Regions from separate parts of the Danio rerio genome. Here region 2 is linked to region 1. Evidence: chromatin contacts called from public HiCAR-type data. All regions are on one chromosome and are shown on one strand. Each heading gives the region's core, a stretch centred on a gene start, on an enhancer-like site or on the middle of the called end of the contact. The rest is flanking DNA. Distances are from core to core; before and after follow the strand shown.

Region 1 (3,233 bases), core at 540-3,039:
AAAAAAGGTTTGAAACTACACTAGTATTAGCAAGTAAAAATTTCACTAGTCATTTCCTAAAAATCTTCTGTGAAATGGACTTACTATTGATGCAAACCAAAATGTAGCAAAATGTAGATGGGAACTTTCGATATCATGCCAAATGTTTGTTTTTTCAGACAGCGAACAACTGAAGAAATAAGGAATATGATGAAAACGGAAAATCTCACATCAAACAACTAATTTAAAGACATTATTTAGCCAAAAAGGAAAATGTAGTTTCATTTACTCGTCCATGTTGCCTCAAAAAGACAAGTAGAATGCAATAAAAAGTCACATTGACATTCCTAAAACCATGGACCCCAATGAAGAACCAAAAAACATTGTTCTATATACAATTCTGAATATATATAATTGTGTTCCACAAAAAAAGAAAGCCAAAGATACTGTAAAGAACACGGGCTTTATTGTATTGATCAATACCACTGGTTATAGTTAATATTCAAAATATATCAATTTGTTCCACAGAGGGGAAAAAAGGTCTACATTAGTAGAAGCAAGTAAATTTTTCACTAGTCATTTTCTGAAAATGTTTTGTGAAAATGGAGTTCCTATTATAAAACCAAGAAATAGCCAAAAGTTTAGATGGGAGCTCTCGATATTATGCTGAATTGGATCTCAAGTGTTTTTCAAGACAGTGATTAAATGATGACATAAGGAAAATAAAGAAAATGAAAAATCTCATTTAAATGCACAATTTAGCCAAAAATGTAGATTTAGTTTCATTTACTCGTCCATGTTGTTTCAAAAAGACTTTGTTTATTCAGTAGAACACAATAAAGAAACACACTGAAGTTCCTAAAACATTGGACTCCAATGACAAACCAAAAAACATTGTTCAATATACAATTCTTAATATATTCAATTGTGTTTCACACAAAAAGAAAGCCAAAGATACTGTAAAGAACACTCAGTTGATTGCATTGATCAAAACTCTCGATATCATGCTGATTTGGATCCTAAATGTTTAAATTCATGATATATTCACTTGCGTTCCACAAAAAAGAAAGCCAAAGATGAGGGTCACTAAATGTTGCATATCAGGTAGAGAATAATCACATACAAATATCAAAAATGGTTGAGTCATGAATGGATCTGAAGATGTATTCAATGGGAATTGTGGGTAATATGTTGATGTGTATCCCAAACAATCCATTGACTGCTGTCAAACACACGACAGAGAGCTGATGAAGATAATGCAAAAGGATGAGGTGTACTGTAAATAAGGAAAAGACAAACATCTGGATAATAGCACTCACGGTATCAGCGGATCTGTTCTCCTGGAACAGCTGATCTCCAGGTGTGTTCGGTGTGTGCGTTTCTCAACACCGCACGTTCTCGAATCCCCCCACGGCTGACAGACAAGCCCGGCGACGCAGCTCGGAGCAAGCACACACTGGCTGGAGAAAGAGAAGGATGAAGGACGTGTCCATCTTTGACTTTTCCAGAGCTCTGAAGAAAACCCGACGGCGGTTGTTAGTGTTCAACCCCTTCTCCACCTACGACCTCTCCTGCTGGGGCTACAGCCACCACGGGTGTCCCCTCCCCTACCAAAGGCTTCTGGCAAGATCCACAGCTCCCTTTGGTGGTTGCCTCATCTGCGCTGTCCCCACACACGCGTGGTGTGTGTGTGTGTGTGGGGTGGGCTGCGTGCGGATGCGCGTAGTATGAGCGTGTTCTCGTTTAGCCGGCTGCGGTGAGTGTGCGTAGATGTTAGGCTGCTAAATGCATCGTGTCCTACAATCTCTTTGATCCGTCCTCCCCTGCTGCTGTTGCGGCTGCCGTCACACACACACACACCCCCGTGCGCGTCACTCTCACACGTAGCGATGAACCCAGCTCGGGCGTCAGTAAGCTGACTATAGCTATAGCATCTGTCTTTTCTTCTCCCTCTTTCTCCCTCTCTCTCTCTCTCTCTCTACCTTCTTCTTTGCGTTCTGATCTCCTTCCCTCCAGCTCTCTCCAACCCTCACTGCTTACTCACTTCATCCCCTGGTGATCATCTCTCTCTCTTCTCTCTCTTTCTTTTTCTGCGACCCTTGTGTCTCTCAACCAATCGTGTTGCTTGCTTAGAGCTGTCCATGGTCCTGAAGGAGAGAAAGAGAGAGAGAGTGTGAGTGAGAAAGATTTTGTTTGTGACTATCCCGTCTTTAGGGCATGACTTCTGCCCGTACAATGTTATCACTAGGGCAACTACACCGTCTGATGCAAAAAGGCTCTCAGAAATGTCTGTTGTCTTATGTTTTGGTGTTTAAATATGAAAGAAAAGGGGATGAGAAAGAAAAGGGAATAGGAAATAGGAAAGAAAAGGAAATAAAGGAGAATGAAAGGAAGTAGCAGGAAAGAAAGGGAAGGGAAGGAAAAGAAAGGAAAGGAGAGGAAATGAAAGGAAAGTAGATGTGAGCAAAGGAAAGAAAAAGAAAGAAAGAAAGAAAGAAAGAAAGAAAGAAAGAAAGAAAGAAAGAAAGAAAGAAAGAAAGAAAGGAAAAGTGGGGAAAGGAAGGAAAGGAGAGAAAATTAAAGGAGAGGAAAGGAAAGGAAAGGAAAGGAAAGGAAAGGAGAGGAGAGGAGAGGAGAGGAAAGTAAAGTATATGAAAGGAAAAGTGGAAAAAGGAAGGAAAGGAAAGAGGAAAAAAGGAGAGGTGAGGAAAGGAAGAAAAGAAAGAATGGGAAAGGGAATGAAGGGAAATAAAAAAGGGAAATGAGAGAAAATGAAGGGAAGGAATGGAAACAAAAGGAGAGGAAAGGAAATGAAGAAATGAAAGATTAGGGGAGGAAAGGAAAGAGGAAAGGAAATGAGAGAAAAGGAAGGAAGGAAAGAAAAGAACGGAAAAGAGAGTTGAGCATAGGAAAGAAGAGAAATGTAAAGAAACTAGAGGAAAGAAAGAAAGTGAGAAAGAAAGGAAATGAAAGGAAAAAGAAGGAAAGGAAATTAAATTAAATGAAAAGTTGGAAAAGGAAGGAAAGAAAGGAAAGGAGAGAAAAGTAAAGGGGAGGAAAGGAAATGAAACGAAGGAAAGGAGAGGAAAGGAAAAGAAAAGAGATGTAAGCAAAGGAAAGGTAAAGAGAGGTAAAAAATGAGAGAAAGGGAAGGAAAGAAAAGAAGAGAAAATAAAGGACAGGAGAGGAGAAAAATAAATAAAAGGAAGGAGAGAAAAGGACAAGACAGAAAAGAATGGAAAAGAAAAGAAAAG
Region 2 (3,559 bases), core at 845-3,344, 220 kb before region 1:
TTTAATGAATTAAATTAATGAATGTATTTATAAAGCACTTTTTTTATAAACAAGTGTTAATCAAAGTGCTTTAAAGGCATGAGCTTAAAAAAATCATGAGAATAATTAAAAAAATAAACAATTTGAAATATTTTGAGATAGCATAAAATAAAAAATAATTATAAATTAAATAATAATATTGAATTATATAGGACAACAGCTCTTGTTAAACACCCTACTGTAGAGTTTTTCAGTTTTCATTACATTTACACTGAGATCCTGCAATTAAGTAGACAGAGAGACAGACAGAGAGAGAGAGAGAGAGAGAGATGTTCATTTACAGTTTTTCTCAGTGGCTTTGGTGCATTTCTCACAACACTATTTATAACATTATCATTTGCTTATGTCATGTCAGTCAAAGCAAACTAAACTTCTGATTGCTGAACAGTCATTCCATATAAAACGTATAGTCCTCATTTCATTACTTGAGTCATTACATACAAAAATGTTGAACTAGTTGTCAAAATCTGTCAAATGTAAATTTTTTGAAACATTTTAATTGAACAATTTGATGAATGATTTAAAGACCTGTACATGTTTGTAGGTTTAGTTTTAGTATTTACTGCAATATTGTTTTGCTGTGCACAGCTCTACCCAAAGGAGGCTTATGTTTGTTGTAAATAAGGGTGTATTTATTCTTTTGCACAATACTGTGAATAAATGATAATTGCAAAGAGCAAATGCAGTAAAAATGTGAAACATACATATTCAGTGTCTTGTACTCAGATACCTCACTTAATGCAGTGACGATGTGTAGTTTTACTGTAGTTTTCAAATGGTTGTGCAAATGGTAGAAAGTGCTGTCTTGAGCATTTTCAGGAAGTGTCACCAAATTGTTTTTGCATTAGAAAAAAATGTCCAGAGTAAACGGTCATAATGAAACATGACAAAGCCATTTGACTATCTTGTTCATAAACAATGATGTCAGGACTTTTCATCTTGATGACACTAAGACTTTCATTGGCATCAATACTTGCTTTTGAGGAATGAACTATCCATTGTGAGCATGTGGCATGCTTTTGCAGGTTATCAACTAGGTTTTGCAGTTTGTACTAATTGTTCTGAGAAATGCATTGACTGTTGTGCAAATGTAAATAATGTTGTGAGAAATGCAAAAAAAAAAGAGACTGAGAAAAACTGTAAATAGGTAATCATAAAAGTTAATAATAAAAGTAAAGTCATTTAGAAATATTTTGAGATAGCATATCATAATAAAGTTAAATAATAAAATTAAATAAAATAGGATAACAACTCTTATTGTGTTAAATGCCAGACTATAGAGATTCGGTTTTTCAGTTATCATTAAATTTGCATATAGACAGACAGACAGACAGACAGACAGACAGACAGACAGACAGACAGACAGACAGACAGACAGACAGATAGATAGATAGATAGATAGATAGATAGATAGATAGATAGATAGATAGATAGATAGCTGTTCATTTAAGTTCTGTCTTACATAATCCAGATAGAAAATGCTATTCTCAGACAGCTGAAAACAAGCTATAGACTTCTAATAGTGCAACACTGTACATGCTACACACATTATCCAGCCATAATTAATCCTCACAGTACTCTTAAAACGTCCACTTCAAAACACCTCAGCAATGCAATTACACACACAAGTACATATTGTTCATTTGCCACTATATTTATGCATGTAAATAGACAGTAACATGACCGCTATAAAGTATGACTTCCCATTTTACAATTGTGTGGTTATAAATATCTGCAGCGCATAGTTACATGGTGTCTTTTCAACACCGCCTCTAAATAAAACTTCATTTAGCTGGCGAATGAGTCGACTCGTTCTCTTACGTGTCTATCCCAAAGGATTCGCTTTTATTGAATCAATCAGTGCAAATAAATCTTTTTAGAGCAACTAGTTCAAAAAGATTCGAGTCACTGGAATGAGTCAAAATCCCCACTGTTACTTTTGAATCAGATGTCTCTCAGGATGATGGACATTTGATCCGGCCAATCAGCGAGTTCAGCTTCTCGATAGGCGGGATTATTGGTTGCATCGTAACAAGCTAGGCTGCAACCCCCCCAGTCTCAACTCCTCCATACAAACACACACGAGCGGTGGCTTGTTTTGGTCTGGTACGGCTTCGCAAAATAAGAAAACTCAGCGACTTTCGGAGGAACTTATGCAGCGGTTTAAACGGACTCGGTACATCTCCGTTGTTAAATAACGCTGAGATGCAAACTCCGCGCTCGTGCTTTGTTTAATTGCACTTTTGGGATTTTTGCAGACAGCGCTTTGATCTCCGGGGTAAACGGGGTCGTGCGCTGCTGACTGCGCTTGTTTTGATAATGCATTCGGATCTCTGGACTGAAAAGGACGCTGTTTTGTAAATATCACTGTTTTGTATTTTTATACATCACAAACTTGGTGCTTTCCGGTACTTGCAATATTCTTTGAAGATGTCCGATGGATTATTTAAAGTTAGTTTTAACAATGTAATGCTGCTGACGATAATCCAAGTGTGCTACGGTATCAATGAACTGTTATAACTGAAGCTCGTGTCGGAGTGCACAAAAGTGACTTGTTTTAGTGTTATTTTTCCTCAATTTTTACTAAATGGAAACGTTTTTGTGTCGGCGTTCACGTTTGGTGAAGATTGCACACGTAACGCTTTGACTTCCGATCCTGCAATTTTTCTGTAAATATTTTTATATATATACCATGGCAAGCCCGACTACGGAGCAAGGATGTTTTTCAGACGTGAAAAAGGTGGGTTATTTAAGGAAACCCAAAAGCATGCACAAAAGGTTTTTTGTACTGAGGGCGGCGAGCGCCTCCGGACCGTCCCGACTGGAGTACTATGAAAACGAGAAGAAGTGGAGACACAAGTCTGGAGCGCCGAAAAGATCCATTCCGCTGGAGAGCTGCTTTAACATCAACAAAAGAGCGGATTCAAAAAACAAACATCTCGTCGCGCTTTATACCAAGGATGAGTACTTTGCTATCGCTGCTGACAGCGAGATCGAGCAAGAGTCATGGTATGAAGCCCTGGTTGATCTCCATAACAGAGGTAAGGTCCACGAAACTGCCCCGGGCCGTGGAGTTGGCGAGGATAATTACGGGGAAGCCACGCCGGGACCTGCCTTTAAAGAGGTTTGGCAAGTTATATTGAAACCAAAGGGTCTGGGTCACACAAAGAACTTGATTGGAGTTTACAGATTATGCCTCACCAATAAGACTATCAGCTTTGTGAAACTGAATTCGGATGCAGCAGCTGTGGTTTTGCAGTTGATGAACATTAGGAGATGTGGTCACTCTGAAAATTTCTTTTTTATTGAAGTCGGCCGATCTGCTGTGACAGGCCCCGGGGAGTTTTGGATGCAAGTGGATGACTCTGTTGTGGCTCAGAACATGCATGAAACTATATTAGAAGCCATGAAAGCCATGAGTGAGGAGTTCAGACCCCGCAGCAAAAGCCAGTCATCTTCTAACTGCTCAAACCCCATCTCAGTGCCTGTCAGGCGGCATCATCACAATAATCCTCCCCCT

The links. HiCAR-type assays count read pairs that join an accessible place to other places.
Region 2: a contact with region 1 is called in a HiCAR-type map of caudal fin, with 10 times the contacts expected there. The contact joins the promoter of irs1 here to the promoter of nyap2a in region 1. A contact is called at or near these places in 3 of 4 datasets of contacts at active chromatin or transcription factors (caudal fin, embryo and gastrula embryo).

What each region holds. Positions count from the first base shown.
Region 1 is chr15:38,379,430-38,382,662 of GRCz12tu, reverse strand. It overlaps nyap2a (neuronal tyrosine-phosphorylated phosphoinositide-3-kinase adaptor 2a), which reads right to left and starts at 1,789. Exons shown (of 7, transcript XM_001340889.8): 1 at 1,299-1,789.
Region 2 is chr15:38,600,576-38,604,134 of GRCz12tu, reverse strand. irs1 (insulin receptor substrate 1) reads left to right here and starts at 2,094. Exons shown (of 2, transcript XM_682610.11): 1 at 2,094-3,559. The coding sequence starts at 2,732.